3 separate regions of the Mus musculus genome follow, and regions 1 and 2 are each linked to region 3. A link is a contact called in public promoter capture Hi-C data. All regions are on one chromosome and are shown on one strand. Each heading gives the region's core, a stretch centred on a gene start, on an enhancer-like site or on the middle of the called end of the contact. The rest is flanking DNA. Distances are from core to core; before and after follow the strand shown. Region 1 holds the start of Otud4 (OTU domain containing 4). Region 2 holds the start of Anapc10 (anaphase promoting complex subunit 10). Region 3 holds the start of Prmt9 (protein arginine methyltransferase 9).

Region 1 (2,700 bases), core at 2-2,501, 2.1 Mb before region 3:
CCAAAGGAAAGCAAACTGTAAATGGTATGAAATACAAACTGGAGCAGTAATGTGAAACTTTTTTAATCCAACTACTTTAGCAGCTAGTCTTCAAATATAGGATGGGTTTTGGTGACCCCACACCTACATCTGATTACATAACATGGGGAAAAGGGCTCGCTCTCAAAAAAGAAAAGCCTTGAGTATTCTTCCCTGGAACTCGTCCCACTCCTGAGTTCTAACTCACTTCTCTTTGGTAAAATGTTCGATCTGTACTGGGAATAATTTTTGACCAATAAGGAAAACAAAACAAAAAACGGAAACAAAAAAAAAAACCCGACATGTGCCTATACTGAAAATCCATCCTATTACTTAAAGGCCTTTAGAAGAGTAAATTCTTGCCTGATTCCAACATAGTATAGTATGGGACCTACTCAAGATTAAGTCACTGGGAAGACCCTATACAGGAAGACTGCTTTCCTTAAACAGCAAAGTTGGCCGCCTGTTTCGAGTGACACCGGTGAGACCGACTACCCCGCATTCCAAAGTCCAGCAACAGGAAAAAAAAAATGTGAAGCAGTCACACTGAGTGCCGCACCTCCTCCAGTAAACATGAGGTTAACTAGTGGGAACACTCGGCTGCTAAAAACTGAGCGCAGGTGAACGCGGAACACAACTCAAAAACAGCATGTCGCTGGGTCCCTGGCGGTCAGGCTGCGAGCAGGCCGCCCGAGATGTCCTCACTCGGTCCCGTGCCGGCGTTACAATGGGCCGCTGTGACGACAGCGAGCCACGCGCAGCCCCGCCGTGGGCGGCCAGGCAGCTGCGGGCGGCATGTCGCACCCAGCCCCGCGCCCGCCCGGCTCCGGCCCGGGTCCTTTACCTGCTCGGCCACAGCCCGGAACAAGCACGACCCGTCCTTGGCGACCAATTTCCGATACAAGCCCAGTTTGCGCAGATAGGCGTCCATGGGCGTCTCATCCTCCAGCGGCCCCACGCCGCCCTGGTCCACGCCGTCGGGCGCGCCGACGGCTGCCTCCATGTTGCCGGTCCGCTGCAGCGTGCGCGGGGCGAACTAGCCCCACATGGCCGCGCCGCCGGCTGCTCGACGCCCGGGCCTGGGGCAGGCTGCGGCTCGGGCTCCGGCTCCGACGCGGACACGGCGAGCGGCGGCAGGAAGAGGCGGTGGCGGCAGCGGCCCGAGGCGGTGGCCGGCGCTCTCCCGGAGCATAGGTGAGCCCAGCCTAGTGCATGGCCATCCGCACGCGGCCGCCTCCGCGGAGGGACACGCGCCCGCGGGCAGCCCGGGGGTCGCCGCCCCCACAAGTTTCCGGGTCTCGACCGGTGTGAGGCGAGAAAAGCCCCGGCGGCGCGCCCGGCTGAGATTAAGCGAGGCCTGCGTCTCCCGCACGCACCCCACGCCGAGAACCGAGGAAACGCGGAGAGAAAGCCACGGCCGCTCGTCTCCCCACCTCGCCGGAGGGCGCCTGAGGGGCGGGGAGCGGGAAGGGGCGCCGGGCGGAGGGCAGCAACCTCGCAGCCTAGAATTTGTTTTCGCTTTCAGCCCTCGGCGCAGCGGACGACGGGAGTTGTAGTTTAAGCCGCGGCAGGAAGTCCTCGTGCAGAGGGCGGGGACGCCTGGGTCGGCCTACCCGGAGGGGAGGTGCCCCACGGGCTCGCGGACTACAAATCCCTACAATGCTAGCGGTGCCGAACCTAGAACTGCCTTCGCGCTTCCCAGGCCGCGTCCGCGAGCAGGCCCGAGGGTGTCTGTCGCTTACGCCGCTGACCTGCGCGCGCTGCCCCGCCCTCCCGGCGAGCCTCCCGCCCTGAGCGCCGTGGGGCGGCGGAAAGCGCGCGAGCGCAGCTTGCGTGCAGTTGCTAGGGGCTCAGTGGCGGTGCCGCCGGCCCTTTGTGTAGTTCCAGAGGACGCACCTGTCCGCACCCCACTCAGGGCCTCCCCTCCTAGCGTTTTCTTAGGGGTGGCTAAACGCTTAGAGCAGAAAACCGGGCACCTCACCCGAGGCCCTTGGAGCCGCCAGCCTAAGCCATTTTGACCCTCAATGAAGCGTTGACAGTTGATTGAAATTGGGACAGCTCACACTCTGACAAGATCTGGCTTTGCCAAGGGCATGCCTGCTCATTCTGTCACAGCAGCTGCGCTCTGCCACACAAAGAGCTGTCCCTGTTAGAAGAAATTACTTCTTTTTTTTTTTTTTTTTTTTTTTTTTAATTCGGTGATAACGCTACGGGGAATCCGACCTGAGCAGTCCAATTGGGTTTGCGAATCCGGAACTTAACCTCTTGGGACGTCAGAATTTTATTTTACTAGCATACAATAGCATCTCGTATCATTTAAATTTATTAGAACTTCGGTCTTGACGTTGTGTTGGAAAAAGAAAAGTGGTAAATTACCTTAGGTTTAAAGGTGTAGGCATTCTTGGGAATGGTGCCAAGACATGCCAGGTGGTAGGATTGCAACACGTTACTTAAAATGTAAGCTATTAATATTTAAATATTCCTATAAATGTGCTATTTTTAGAAAATATATCGCAAGCTAAATAATTTTTTTTTTAAAAATCCTTGACCCAAATTTAAAATGTTTACTTGTACAGGGGAAACACTTTGAGAAATCCAGGGTTTTGTTTTTTGTTTGACTTAGTTTAAGAGGCATACTCCATATACCCCAGTCAGGCTTTGAACTTGCCATATAGCCAAAGA
Region 2 (2,801 bases), core at 42-2,541, 2.2 Mb before region 3:
TGTAATCCTAGTACTCAGGGAGGCAAAGGCTGCAGAAGCACAAGAATCTGAGTTCCAGGTCAACCTGGTCGACCACAGTGAGCTCCAGGACTACACAGAGATACCTGTTTGGTTTCAGACCCGGGACCAGGGAATGAGATGCATATTTTAAATACCAAAGCAGGACCTGGCTTCCAGGTTCTCCCAGCATCCCTCAGTCCCTATCTGGATATCCTGCCTGGAACCTTGAACTTTCCAGCCCAAGGGCTGGGCTGCCCTTCCCCCAGAGGTTTCTCCCTATATAAACCAGACGTTTTGGTCTCTCTTCCTGTTTTCCACTTCTTTCTCTGCGTGCACTCAACCCCTTCTCTCTTTCCTACCCCCCCCCCCCCCCCCCGCTTCCCCATGGAGATTTCCCTGGCCTTCGTCCTTGGGGCTAGTGAACTCGCCCATCTAAGATCAGCTTCCCAATAAACCTGCATTTAATATACTCTAATCTGGCTTAAACTGGCTAATTTCACTGACGGCAAAGAAATAAGCTATCAATACTCTGTCTACAGAAATATATCAAAAAAAAAAAATAAAGTAAAATTTCAATGGCAAAATAATCACTCATATTTCCTTCATCCTCCTTACCTTTTGTTAATCCTAGTAAATCTATGAAAAGTATGAAAAAAAAACTTCTTGGAGAGTGAAAACCATGTTAAATTGTTTCGGTGACTTTTATGGCTACTTTACACTATTGTAAATTATACTTATAATAAATTCCATAAAGTTCTGCTACAAGGCTAACATAACTATAGACCACCACCTTGACACGTCCCTTTGGATTCCAAACTATCCTTATAACCACCGCACAAACAATAATAATTTATAATTTACATAATCACAGAGACATACATTCCGTTAAAACATGAATACCATGCCATTGGAGATGTAGGGGGAGAGGGGCGGCCCATCTCGACACGGGAACAAAATTCAAAGAACAGCCAAGTAGATGAGACAAAACGCTAGGGAAGAAATGGGTTCCTGGCCTTAAACAGTAATACTGAAGGAGCTGAGAATTAGACTTGGGATCCTGCCTACCACCTCCGTCTTACCGGATTAGCAAGGCCCACAAAGCCTGAGGAGACAGCAAGCCTAACGCCGCCGAGACTAGGGAGAAGGGCTCTACCTGCGCCCGCTAGCACACAGTTCTCTAAACCGAGGGAGAGCCGCTGTCTTACACACCTGATTCGCCACAATTCCGGTTCTCAGGCCCCCGCCACTCCCACTGCGGCTCGACGATTCTAGGCTCCCTCAGTTCATTGGCGTCGCGGCGCAATGACGTCACCAACGTCATCACTCCCTCCAGGGCGCCGACTCTGCGCTCTGTCGCGCACGCGCACTATGCCCTCATGCCTTGCGCGAGGCGGCGGCTGTGCACCGCCATCTTTGCCGGTGGCGGTAAGAACACGCTGTGTGCTAAGACCTGACGGCTAGCGCTGCTTTGGCTACTGCACGCCCCGCTGTAAGGGGCCCGCTGTCTCCAGGTACGAGAATTCGCGGGAGAGGTTTGGTGTTAGGCGGCCGGCTGCCACCTTGGGAAGACTCTTAGGGACACAGTCGGAACGCCTGTAAGTTAGGCCTCAGTAGCGGAGACCGTAGCGCGTGGCAACCGGCTCCAGCTGCACATCTGGGACGCCGGAGCGTTCCGCGCGCGTCCGTTCGGCCATCCCGGCCTCAGGGCGTCTGTATTCCAGACACGGCCCGCTGCCACGAGAACGGTCGCAGATGCCATAGCCTCTGCTCGCCACCCTCCACTGCCCCTTCCCCCCACCCCCGCTCCCACCCTCAAGCTAACCCTTCTGTGGAGGACGCTCCGCACCCAGCAGATCCCCCAAGCTTCCCCTCACAGTCAGACGGCTATGTTGGCATTTGGTTGTAAGAAGTAATCCTTTTTTTTTTTTTTTAATAATTGTGGACTGACTCATAGCATCTTGCCGCCATGAAGTCCAGTGCTCCTAGTCCAGTCCCAGACTTTATGGAAATGATAGGCAAACGTTCTATCTTTCTCATAGAGCGACGTGTTCTCAGTTGGGACTGCGGTTAGTAGACCAAGTGAGTTTCCGAGTTGAGTGCCTGTCTTTAGGACTTCCGAGAAGCACTTTGTAGCACCCTGTCCTCTTCCCATTAGTGACTTAATCTCTTGTTTATTACCTCTTCGGCTTCTTGACATCAGGGATGCTGTCTTCAAAATGCCTTTAAATATCCTTTCTAGGCTTAATACATTGTAGGTATTTAGTATGTGTTGCAAATAAATGATGGTCAAAGGTGAATTTCTGAACCTCAAGAGCTACATAAGTATTTTCTCTATTTTGATGGTAAAAATGGTAACTAAGGAATAGCTGTCAAAAAGCTTTTATTGCTTTGCCCTTTCTTCCAAGGGACTACAAACTACGGAGTTAGAGTAACATTTGTATTGTAGCCTATGGTCCTGTATGCTGAAAGTAGTCACCCTGTGTCTGTCAGTTGATAATGTATTCACTATAATCAAAAAGCTTAAATATTTTTGAACCAAAATGTATTTAAGGTTTTATCTTTTCATAGCACTGCTTAGCTCACCTCTATAAATGAAACAACAAAGACAAAAATATGTTTCAGAAAAACATTCTAAGTGTTTTCAGATCTTTTTGTATTCCTAAAAGTTTTTCCTGTAATAATTCCTCTTCAGGTGTCTTTCTATTGGAAAGAAGGGAACTAACTCCATTTCCATAATTCTTGGAAATCGGGAGGTTGCACAAATTATGTTTACCTATGTAACCGTTATCCAAAGAATCTAT
Region 3 (2,805 bases), core at 12-2,511:
CACACTATTCTACTGCTGTCTACACAGAGGAACACACACTATTCTACTGCTGTCTACACAGAGGAACACACACTATTCTACTGCTGTCTGCATAGAGGAACACACACTATTCTACTACTGTCTACACAGAGGAACACACACTATTCTACTACTTTCTACACAGAGGAACAAACGACCCAACATACTAGCATATTTCCAAGTAAACCAACAGGTCCTGAAATTTCTTTGGACTACAAAAGCCTAATGCTACTGACATCTAGTGGGCAGAGGACAAACCGTGCTGTGAAACAGGAAGGAAGACACAGGACTGTCTGGTGCAAAATGTCACCAGTGTCAGGTTGAGAAACTCTGGACTAAACAAAGCAAGACTGTCCACAGCTTAAAACTGTATATGCAATTAAGTTACTTTTTGAAATTGAGATTCTAACATTAAAAAAAAAAAATACAGTAGTTCAACCGGTTAACTGATGCAAGTAAGACGAATCAACAAATATTAAAAGTTCCTTATGACTGAACACTTTATCCAACCTCAGGATACACAGCATTCTTTCTACACAAGATAATGCAACGCCTACAAGGCAGGGCTAATTTAAATTAGATACTGGAGGGGAAAAAGAACTACCCAGTCCTATCCCATTTAAAAGGCCTTTGGAATCTTAAGTGAGGCAGAAATTTTGAAACAGATGTGTGACAACTTTTGACTTTTGTTACTAAAACCTGGCTGTATTGAGATGGGCTGTAGGCTATAGTAATTCGATGCTTGGAGAGTCCGTCTCTGTCTCTGTATGTCTCGGTGTCTCTGTCTCTCCCTGTCTCTCGTCTCTGTTACACACACACACACACACACACACACACACCATACCCTGTTGTTCCTGCTCAGATCACAGGATTTGCTAGCCACTGAAAAAAATAAGGCCTCACCTTCACGTCGTCTTTTAGCTCTGGCGCCAGGCTGAGCACCAGAAGGTAATGGGCATAAGCAGTGCCGAAGTCCTGGTCACCTAGACAGTGCTCAGCACTCTGCAAGGACCGTGCCACCAGCCGGTCCCGGCCGGCCGCACCTGCGCCACCCCCGGCGCCCCGGCGGGGCCTGGGCCTCGAGTTCGGCATGGATAAGTCTCGCTCGGAAGCCCACGAAGGAGGATGGCCTCGTCCGGGAAAAGAGTCTCCACGGCGCGCTTCCCTGGGCCGGTCGCAGCAACTGGACGCACAGAGGCACTGGGTGCACACAGCAGGAAGCCCCGCCTTCCCAGCGGCGGACAGGGCTGCGCGCGCATCCTGCGGCGAAGCGCTGTGATGACGTCACACCAGGGAGCGCCCCGCGGCCCACTATGGTCTTGGAGTACTAGGCTGTAAAGTCATTTTCTGGAATGGGGTTTTTTGGCAGACTGCAACCAAAGGTTTCCACCCTCTCTCTGCCTCCTGGAGAGTGCGGCTGCGAATTCCAAACCCTGCTCTAGTCCTGCTTGTGCGAAGCTCCAGGCCTTCTGAATCTCATCGCACCAGACTCACTACTGCAAAACGAAATAAAAGCTCCTTAAATTAATCACTGTGTACTCTCCTAGTATTAAGTATTCTCACAAAACTCAGTGAGGTGGAACTTGGGATCACACTCTAAAAAAAAAAGGAAAAGGCCATCACGGAGAACTGCTTCAAGGTTGAACAGTGGGATGGGTACGGCCGAGTCTGAATTTCCTGATGACATGCACATTAACAAAGAAGACTGATGTCAAGTGTGGCCTCTAAGATATAAATCCAAACTTTTAAAGCAATGTATAGAAATTATAGCGAAAGCTATTTTTTGTTCCCATTTTGAAGAGATTAGCGGTGCATACAGTGGTTAACAATGTGAAATGGAGGATACACCATTTTGGATATTAAGCTAAAATTCTCCAGTTCTCCCAAGTCCATCCTTTATGTGTCTTTTTGCTTTCTCTAGTATCTTATTGTCTGATCCACTCTTGTAAGCAGATACCTATGTACCTAAGAAAGGTCTTCGAAGACAGGAACTAATCACAATTATTTGAATATGTACAGAACGACAATTTTAATATATCTTGCACTTGATGAAAAGTGTTTCTCCTGCTCTTTAATTTTGCCTATGTATTTTCCTAGCTATTCATATCGTCCTTGTTTGATGCTTTGTGTATTAAGCAATGTAGGATTTAACTATACAGTATTTAGTGAGATGGAAATACAGAGGCAGGCCTCTATACCTAATGGAACTGAGTAGAACATAAAGACTAATTGGCTTGTGGGAAGGGTTTTCTCGTTCCAGTCTAGCATCCCTCCCTTGAGACATTCAGACAGACCTAATAAAGCTCTCTTCCTGGCTTAATTCATAAGGGTGCTCTAACTATACAATGTAATAATCTAGAAAAGCATTTTACTTATATATACATAGTTAATGTAATTAATTGGCATTATCTAGAAACATTTAGAAATTATCTAAACCTTAAAAAATGTTATTACTCCCGTAAACATTTAACCAAAGATGTATAATGTTATTTGCATCCTGTATAATTTAGAGGTGATAGACTGAGGCTGGGTAGAGAGACACAGCCCAGTCCTTGACAGAGACTTTGGTTTGCAATGTTACAGAATCTAGACTCACCCAGAGTCCAACCTTTGGTCATAGCTGTGGGTGATTATCTTGATTGCTTTAATTGGGGTAGAAAAACTTACCTACTGTGGGTAAACACCTTTCCCTGGCTGCCATCCTGGACTGTATTAGTGGAGAAAGAAAACCCAGCAACAGTGTATACCCAGCACCCTCTGCTTCCTGACTGTGACAATGATTTGACC

The links. Capture Hi-C pulls out chosen DNA fragments and counts their contacts.
Region 1: a contact with region 3 is called in a promoter capture Hi-C map of adipose tissue, with 3 times the contacts expected there. The contact joins the promoter of Otud4 here to the promoter of Prmt9 in region 3. A contact is called at or near these places in 1 of 39 promoter capture datasets (liver), 2 of 115 datasets of contacts at active chromatin or transcription factors (forebrain and large pre-B cells) and 3 of 9 other capture datasets (adipose tissue, liver and pancreatic islet).
Region 2: a promoter capture Hi-C map of liver shows a contact between it and region 3, with 4 times the contacts expected there. The contact joins the promoter of Anapc10 here to the promoter of Prmt9 in region 3. A contact is called at or near these places in 1 of 39 promoter capture datasets (liver), 1 of 484 Hi-C or Micro-C datasets (B cells), 1 of 115 datasets of contacts at active chromatin or transcription factors (astrocytes) and 2 of 9 other capture datasets (adipose tissue and liver).

Annotation. Positions count from the first base shown.
Region 1 is chr8:79,638,227-79,640,926 of GRCm38.p6, reverse strand. Otud4 (OTU domain containing 4) reads right to left here and starts at 1,251. Exons shown (of 21, transcript NM_001256033.1): 1 at 863-1,251. The coding sequence starts at 1,021. Gm51579 reads left to right here and starts at 1,022. Exons shown (of 1, transcript XM_030243905.1): 1 at 1,022-2,700. The coding sequence starts at 1,065. The coding sequence ends at 1,574.
Region 2 is chr8:79,710,253-79,713,053 of GRCm38.p6, reverse strand. Anapc10 (anaphase promoting complex subunit 10) reads right to left here and starts at 1,291. Exons shown (of 5, transcript NM_001357234.1): 1 at 1,210-1,291. It overlaps Abce1 (ATP-binding cassette, sub-family E (OABP), member 1), which reads left to right and starts at 1,314. Exons shown (of 18, transcript NM_015751.2): 1 at 1,314-1,511.
Region 3 is chr8:77,547,853-77,550,657 of GRCm38.p6, reverse strand. Prmt9 (protein arginine methyltransferase 9) reads right to left here and starts at 1,261. Exons shown (of 12, transcript NM_001081240.3): 1 at 922-1,261. The coding sequence starts at 1,110.